Linked DNA regions of Danio rerio: regions 2 and 3 are each linked to region 1. Evidence: chromatin contacts called from public HiCAR-type and HiChIP or PLAC-seq data. All regions are on one chromosome and are shown on one strand. Each heading gives the region's core, a stretch centred on a gene start, on an enhancer-like site or on the middle of the called end of the contact. The rest is flanking DNA. Distances are from core to core; before and after follow the strand shown.

Evidence for each region. HiCAR-type assays count read pairs that join an accessible place to other places. HiChIP or PLAC-seq counts read pairs in DNA pulled down with a chosen protein or histone mark.
Region 2: a contact with region 1 is called in an H3K4me3 HiChIP or PLAC-seq map of gastrula embryo, with 3 times the contacts expected there. The contact joins the promoter of ube2v2 here to the promoter of snai2 in region 1. A contact is called at or near these places in 2 of 18 Hi-C or Micro-C datasets (embryo and an unstated tissue) and 3 of 4 datasets of contacts at active chromatin or transcription factors (caudal fin, embryo and gastrula embryo).
Region 3: a contact with region 1 is called in a HiCAR-type map of caudal fin, with 8 times the contacts expected there. The contact joins the enhancer-like site here to the promoter of snai2 in region 1. A contact is called at or near these places in 8 of 18 Hi-C or Micro-C datasets (caudal fin, embryo, fibroblasts and 2 more) and 1 of 4 datasets of contacts at active chromatin or transcription factors (caudal fin).

The regions. Positions count from the first base shown.
Region 1 is chr24:39,091,949-39,094,839 of GRCz12tu, forward strand. snai2 (snail family zinc finger 2) reads left to right here and starts at 1,414. Exons shown (of 3, transcript NM_001008581.1): 1 at 1,414-1,624. The coding sequence starts at 1,546.
Region 2 is chr24:39,249,685-39,252,575 of GRCz12tu, forward strand. It overlaps ube2v2 (ubiquitin-conjugating enzyme E2 variant 2), which reads right to left and starts at 1,509. Exons shown (of 4, transcript NM_213515.1): 1 at 1,472-1,509. The coding sequence starts at 1,487.
Region 3 is chr24:39,232,729-39,235,619 of GRCz12tu, forward strand. No RefSeq gene overlaps it. Among named protein-coding and RNA genes, the nearest start is that of ube2v2, 17 kb to the right of the region's middle. Within about 2 kb of position 1,508, at least 21 of the 62 cell types and tissues checked have an H3K27ac peak or open chromatin away from gene starts, as enhancers often do. A contact at or near this core is called in caudal fin, where this site is marked.

The DNA of each region.
Region 1 (2,891 bases), core at 164-2,663:
GACTTTTTATTATTTACACAAAACCCGGTTAACCTCATGACCACAAGTCCTAGATAACCAATTAATCATGCAAAACTAATTCTAGTTGCTTGAACACAAGAGGACGCTAGTGAACTGTAATTTAAAAGTAAACTACTTACTTTGGATTTTAATATATCTACCAACTTTAACTTTAAACACATAACCAAATGGATATGAAATTAGTTATTAAAAACACACTTGCAAATATCTATCTATCTATCTATCTATCTATCTATCTATCTATCTATCTATCTATCTATCTATCTATCTATCTATCTATCTATCTATCTATCTATCTATCTATCTATCTATCTATCTATCTATCTATCTATCTACCTATCTATCTATCTGTCTATCTATCTGTCTGTCTATCTGTCTGTCTGTCTGTCTGTCTGTCTGTCTGTCTGTCTGTCTGTCTGTCTGTCCGTCTGTCCATCCGGCTGTCTGTCTATATCTATTCTGAAAAAAAAATATTAATTGGATTTACTAATTGTTTTAGGGTAACTGGTTTTAAACAATTTATTTGGGCTGAATGTGAACAAACAAATACATTTTAATAATGTTCAACATTGTTAGTTTAAACTAAAAAAAAAATGTTTGCAACCAGTAACTTTAAAGAAATTAATAAATCCAGTCTATCTATCTATCTATCTATCTATCTATCTATCTATCTATCTATCTATCTATCTATCTATCTATCTATCTATCTATCTATCTATCTATCTATCTATCTATCTATCTTGTAAAACAATACTGGTTGTCTCAAATTTTTAAGCTGATTTGTACCTAATTTATTTTTAAATGGCTTAAACCAGCTTGCGTAGCTTATAAAATTAAGTTAGAACATGATTAACTTAGTTTAATAAGTTACAATTAACCAAAAACATGTCATGACTACCCATGATCCATTATTCATTGGATTTACTATTTTTAAGGTAACTAGTAGTAACCAATTTATTTGGGCTGAAATTAAACAAACTAATTAAATAATGTTTAACATAATTTGTTTACATTTGTCATATAAATTGTTCACACCCAGCTACATAAAAAAAAAATCCAATGTAAATCGAATGAATTTTTTTTCAGTGTATATCTATCAGTTCCCTATAGGGATCATCGTTTTGATGGGCAATCCTGCATCAGACAATCAGGAACATTCGCATTCCAACAGTCTGTGTGCTTTGACCATCTGTGACAAGTCTGAACATTATTTCACCTTAGTACGCATCCCGAGCGTGAACACCTGTCTTCCTTTCCTCGACCTCTTGGCCCCGCCTCCTTAAACCACGCCTCCATTCTGATTGGCCCGGAGGTCTTGAATATGCAAGCTCAATCCCCTCCCTTTGCACCTGATTGGAAGTATTTACTTGTATTTTGCACCGAGGCGCCGGAGTGTTAGAGCAGATCAGCGCTGGAAGATGAGGCTCTGCTGGAACGAGCAGTGAGGATTACAGTGATTTGACTTGCTAAACGACAAGACAGGACCATTTTTTATCTGCCAGACAACTTTATACGTACTTCAGCATGCCTCGTTCATTCCTAGTAAAGAAGCATTTCAATGCCGCTAAGAAACCGAATTATAGTGAACTGGAGAGTCCAACAGGTAAAATACTTTGTGGATTTGGTCATTTTAACTGCATAACACTTAAAAGATTGAGTTTGTTTAACTTTTTTAAGTGTGGTAAAACTCTTAGGTAGAGTTAAGAGTTGTATTTAGCTACTAAGAGGTTGTTTAGTTGTGTTGTACATTAATACCGAATGCTTTTTAAAACGGAACAACCATGTTTGTTAATCAAAATGGTCTTTTTATTTTATTTATTTTTTATAGTACTAAAACCTGATCTCTATAGGATTGTTAAGTAAAAGCATATTATATAAGTGGTTTAAATTGATTATTTCTAAATGTAACTCAATGTAAAGATAAATAAAGAAGTAAATGGTAGTGCATGTGATTAATTTTCAGATATAAGTCTATATCATTAGTCCAAGTGTTATCATTTTAACAATCCTTTTATAATTAATTAATTAATGTTAGCCATAATTAGTTTATGTCAAATGATTTTGAATTGTAACAAACACAACAAAACTTGACTGAACTGCAAAAAACTGCAAGATTTTCTTATTAAAGGGTCAGTTCACCCAAAAATGCAAATTCTGCCCTTTCTTGACTCACCCTTCACTTGTTCAAAACCTAATTGAGTTTCTTTCTTCTGTTCGCGTAAAATGAAATATTCTGAAAAATGTTGCTAGCAGGCACCTATTGACTTTGTGCCTATTGAATTTTTTATTTTATTTATTTTTGTAATCTAAAACCTGACTTCTTTAGGATTGTTAAGTAAAAGCATGAGTGATATAAGTGTTTTAAATTGATTATTTCTTAATGTAACTCTTTGTAATGTAACTAATGTAATGCTAAGATAATTAAACAAGTAATTGGCAATGCATAGGAATAATCCTCTGATATAAATCTACATCTTTGGTACAAACGCTGGTTATCAATTGAACAATCTTTTATTTAAATTAATTAATTATTATTCGCCTTAATTATTTATTTTTAATGTCTTAATTATTAGTTTATTTTAAATGATTCTGAAATGTTATAACAGAACTCAAACTGAGCTGAACTGCAAAAAAACTGCAATATATTCTTATTAAAGGGTCAGTTTACCCAAAAATGAAAATTCTGCCATAATTTACTCACCCTTCACTTGTTCAAAACCTAATAAAGTTTCTTTTTTTCTGTTCGCACAAAAGGAGATATTCTGAAAAATGTTGCCAGCAGGCACCTACTGACTTGAAATGTTTCCTACTAAGGAAGTCAATGGCTGCAAGCAACAAGCATTCTTCAAAATATCTTCATTTGTGTGAAC
Region 2 (2,891 bases), core at 259-2,758, 160 kb after region 1:
AACAAATCAGAAAACAAATCCCAAAACTGAGCTATTGCAAATATGAATCAGAGTAGAAGTTCACCGTTTTCAGACACTACAGGGATGGAAAAGTGGAGAGACAAGATTTGCAAGTTCAGGTGAGAGTGTAAAGGAGAGACCGATTACTCTTTTGTGAGTGATTCAGGAAATGACACCCATGGCGCTCTATCACCGTTTCTCACTTCCTCAAAAATCGCAAGTTGGCCTGCACAAGGCTAAGCTCAACACATTTCTGACAAAACATGCATATATTTAATACATGCAAAACTTTAATATTACAAGTAAAACACACACTCCAAATATTGACATATCTAAATTGTGCAACCATGAAAGCCTGTTAAAATGCAATAAATTGTTGTCAAATTTAAAATGCATTAAAATGTGCTATTTACATACAAGCTGTAAATGTGAGCTGATCTATGATCCTCACACTACACTGTTATTTACAGCTTCAGTTAATAACAACAATTAAGCAAATTAATTAAAATAAGGATTAAAAACCCTAAAGTATGAATCAACTCTCCAAACTCTAAACTCTAAAATAATACTGAGGTAAAGTTGACTTTATATTCGCACATTCGTTCGTTTTAGAACAGTGACAACTTGACATGCTCCATATATTGTTTACCATGGTATATTCGGCCTGGAATCACATGTAAATATGACTTCAAAACAACATTAGCACTATTTCACTGACTGTGAACAATGTTTCTTTAAAAGTCGTTGGCTGCTAAAATGATCTCACGGTTTAGATTTTTACAAAGAACACATTTGTACATTTTTAATATTAAGGAGGAAGTCCGAATTTGCGAATATAAACCCAACTTTACCTCAATAAACGTAACTAATGCAGATGTTTGTGAAACGGCTTCACGTTCAATTCTATGCGGTTATGCACCAATAAAAAAATGTATTACACAATCACGACGCACTTCTAAAAAAGACGTCTGATCCTTAACAGTTTTAAATGAATCTGACAAGCTGTATTAACATGTTTAAGTGGCGTTTTAGCACTTAAATGTGAGTTGCAGGCCCGTTTTGTCATGACTCTGGAGATAACCAGCAGAAACACGCGCGTCAACGCTCCGCCTCGCCTCACTTTTGCACTGATACACCCGCCCAACTGCAATACAAAACATTTAAACTTGGATTTAACGCTATATAACTCCATAATTAAATGAGCTGTGTGACTTCATTATTAAATAGATGCTAACATGAAATAAAAGAGTCGTTATTTTTAAACTAAGGGTCTATTTGAGGGCCGTTAGCTCGATGCTAACACACACAGTTAAACTGCACACAGATGTGTTACATGAAGTAAATAAAGGCGTTCGCGCATGGTTAATCTCAGTGAAAATGTCCGTGCGTTTGTGTGGAACGAGCTCGGCTATTTTGTTGTGAAAATAAGTCAGCGGAGGGGCGCGAGGATTGAAGAAATTGTCAGACAAACCTGAGGAGGCCGCCATCTTCTCCTGCCCGAATCCAAAAGCGTACGAAAGCGTGACGTCGGCGCGTCATGTGACTAATGACGCACAGTGCTGTAGCAAGACATAAAGGGGTGTGGCTCCACTGCAAAGATTTATTTTTACCAAATATATATTTTATATATCAGCAGAGCTTAAATCTGACATCTTTTATCAGCATTTCATATTGGCGCATTTTCATCACTACGTCTTAAAAGTTTCACTGTTTCATGTGAAGGAACTTAAAGAGAAAATAAAATAGTATGGTAATAAATACACTAATAGGCAACTTTATTAGGTACACTTTACTAATACCGGGTTGGACCCCCTTTTGTCTTCAGAACTGCCTAAATCATTCTGGCAACAAGGTACTAAAAATATTCCTCAGAGATTTTGCTCTATATTGACATGGTAGCATCACGCAGTTGCTGCAGATTTGTCGGCTGCACACTCATCTCCTGTTCCATCACATCCCAAAGGTGCTCTGTTGGATTGAGCTCTGGTGTCTGTGGAGGCCATTTGAGTACAGTGAACTCACTGTCATGTTTAAGAAACCAGTCTGAAAGGATTCACGCTTTATGACATGGCACATTATCCTGCTGGAAGTTGCCATCAGAAGGTGGTCATACTGTGGTCATAAGGGGATGGACATGGTCAGCAACAATACTCAGGTAGGCTGTGGCGTTGACACAATGCTCAATTGGTACTAATGTGTCCAACTTGTGATAAAAAAATATTCCCACACCATCACCACCAGCCTGAACCGTTGATACAAGCCAGGATGGATTCATGCTTTCATATTGTTGACGCCAAATTGTGACCCGACCATCCCAATGGCGCAGCAGAAATCAAGACTCTTCAGACCAGGCAACGTTTTCAAATCTTCTGTTGTCCTGTCGGCGTAACAGCCTATTGGTTAGTGCCGACATATGGTGCAGTAGCACGTCAGGGTGTCCCGAGTTCGAATACCGGCTCGAGAACATTTCCCAACCCTACCACTCTCTCTCACTTCACTTCCTGTCTCATTTCTGTCCTATATAATAAAGACAAAAAGGCCAAAAAAAAAAAAAAATAAAAAAAAAAAATAAAATATATATATATATATATATATATATATATATATATATATATATATATATATATATATATATATATATATATATCTTCTGTTGTCCAATTCTGGTGAGACTGTGTGAATTGTAGCCTGTTTCCTGTTCTTAACTGACAGGATTGGCACCCAGTGTGGTCTTTTGCTGCTGTAGCCCGTCTCAAGGTTGGACGTGTTGTGCATCCAGAGATGCTCTTCTGCATACCTCTGTTGTAAAGAGTGGTTATTTGAGTTACTGTTGCCTTACTATCAATTGGAACCAGTCTGGCCATTCTCCTCTGACATCAAGGCATTTGCAC
Region 3 (2,891 bases), core at 258-2,757, 140 kb after region 1:
CCTATTACATATCCATAAAACACTGTGATATAACCGCGCTCGGATCGGATCACTTTCTCACTGCAATCGAACCGCTCCAGGGTTCGTTTCAATCGAGCCGAGACCACCTCATTTAAGCGATCTCGGAGCGATTACTTTGGCGCAGAACAGAGCGCGATTGCCCTGTTCACATATGCCAATCGAACCGCGCTAACTGGGCAAACGAGATACGTTCCGAAACAAAAGTGTAGGTGTGAAAGCACCCTAAGTTTGACCTTTGGAAGAATTGTTATGATATATAGCTCAGTTCAGTGCAAAAATTAGCAGAGATCTCAGCCTGATCTAACGAGAAAACTTAAGTATTTTACGTTTTGCCAGTTTAGTGGCTAATTCGTACGAATTTGTACGATTTCAGTCGTACGAAATGATACAATTTTAAAAAGGAGGCGTGGCACCTAACCCCACCCCTAACCTCAACCGTCATTGGGGGATAAGCAAATCGTACTAAATTGTACGAATTAGATCGTACGAATTCATACGAATTAGCCACTAAATAAAAAAGTTACGAATCGCCGTGAGATTGTGTTGGAGATCTATCATTCATCACTGGTTAATCAAGCAGTGTTCGAACACTTGCAGCATCTTTATTTATTGTTGTACGTGTCGCCAGCAGCATCACTGATTGGAGTGTGATGTCACGGGATTGATGTCATGGTTTGGTTTGCGTAGAGTAAACACACATCGGCCTGACTCCAGCAGATGTTTACAGATGCATCCCATCATCAGTCAGGAGGAGATGAGGGAAAAAACACACATGATTTCAGTCTGCCAGAGGCTCCACAAACTCCTCATAGTGTCAATGAGCTCTTGCAGAGGATTCTGCACTCGACGCCACTGTCGTTTAGTGATTGTTAACATTACGCAACGCTGAGAAGATACACTTTAAAAATTTGTTTGTTGTTTTTAAAATAGTGTGCATGGTATTTAATGACTATAAAGATGAGGTGTAAAAATACAGTTTAATTTTGTATTAATTAGTACAAAAGTTGGGGGTGGGGAGGGGGGGAGGTTGTCCACTTAAAAAATTGTCAACTTAAATTTGTAACGTTAACCTAATCGATTTCTGTTGGGGCTACATGAATGAATTGTGTGGGGCCTTGCATTTTTACAGAGTAAGAATAGGCCTAGGCAAATGAGCATTGAAAAATTGAGACTATTTAACATATCTAATTCACACAAGCTGACTATACTTCTTGCATAAATTAAAACAGGGTCGCAGTTGGCATGCAGATGGATTGAGTAACATCTGACACCCAGGAGTCTCTTTCTTTAATGGGGACTTTCCGTCTCTCAGTAGCGCTTAATTCACATGAAAGCTCCCCTTGGACAGAGACAAACCGCTTACAAGTGTCGAGGATAATGCGCCAATTATACACAGCCCGAGACACAAAGACACACCACAGCACGGCCGGCAGCTTCCCGCTCCGTCATCGGCTTTCCCTTTGGCAAGGTCAATAAAACATGTCGCTTTTTGGAAACATTAAAATAACGCTGCAGCGCTGAGGGGCAGAGTGACGTCAGCGCGCTCTAGCGGTCACAGGCAGAACTGAAGGTAAACTTTAAAAGGGATACAGCTGCGGATTAACAACAATAACCAATTAATAGTTTTAACAAACTATATAATAACTTATTTAATAAATAGTATGAATAATACTCTATAATTACTGTTTTTACATTACTGTGCTGATTAAATTTGGAGGATGGGTAGACAACAGCCTCCTACTGAGTATATGAGGGTAAAGTATGGAAGGGATACAGCTGTTGATACCAACGTCATTATAGCATAATGGTTTGAGACATTGTACAATAATAATATTTTACTAATACTGTGTGAGGGCTGGGGTAGACGGTAATAAAATGCAACTTAATGGGCAATAAATTTAATATAAATAGTACTCGGTAGAATTACAGTTATTACATTAGTTATGGTTGGGTTGAATGTTAATAAAATAAAATTATTGGGTAGGCTAATTTAACAAATATATATAAATAATTATCTCTAACTTCATGCTGCAGCTGTATCCCTTCTAGCAACAAAGACGATCTGATAGACAACAGCGCCTCCTACTGACTATATAAGGGTAAAGCATAGAAGAGATACATACAGCTGTGTATAGCAAATTGAAAAAAAAATAAATCAATCAATGCTTGGGTTTGTCCATGTTTGACCCATACTAGTACTTTTCTAAATTTACAACTAGTTCTTGTATATTAGACACTTTTAGACCTATTTGTTCATTACACACTGATATTTATTAGACATTAATTTATAGTTAAAATTACTTATTAAATGGAATGGATAGATTTACTCTGGTATTTATTAGATTGTAAGATTGTAATTATTAAATACAAAATAAAAAGCTACTTTAATCATTTGAAAGTGGCACTTGTTAGATACTATACTTGTTCGTTAGATACCAGTACCCAATAAAAAATGTTTTATTATTTATTAGATTATTAATCATTTAATAAGTATTCATTAGTGACTATTTTATTTTTTAAAAATATAGTAAAATAACTGATGACTAATATATATATATATATATATACATATATATATACATATATATATATATATATATATATATATACATATATATATATATATACATATATATATATATATATACATATACATATATATATATATATATATACATATATATATATATATATATACATATACATATATATATATATATATATATATATATATATATATACATATATATATATATATATATATATATATATATATACATATATATATATATATATATATATATATATATATATACATATATATATATATATATATATATATATATATACATATATATATATATATATAT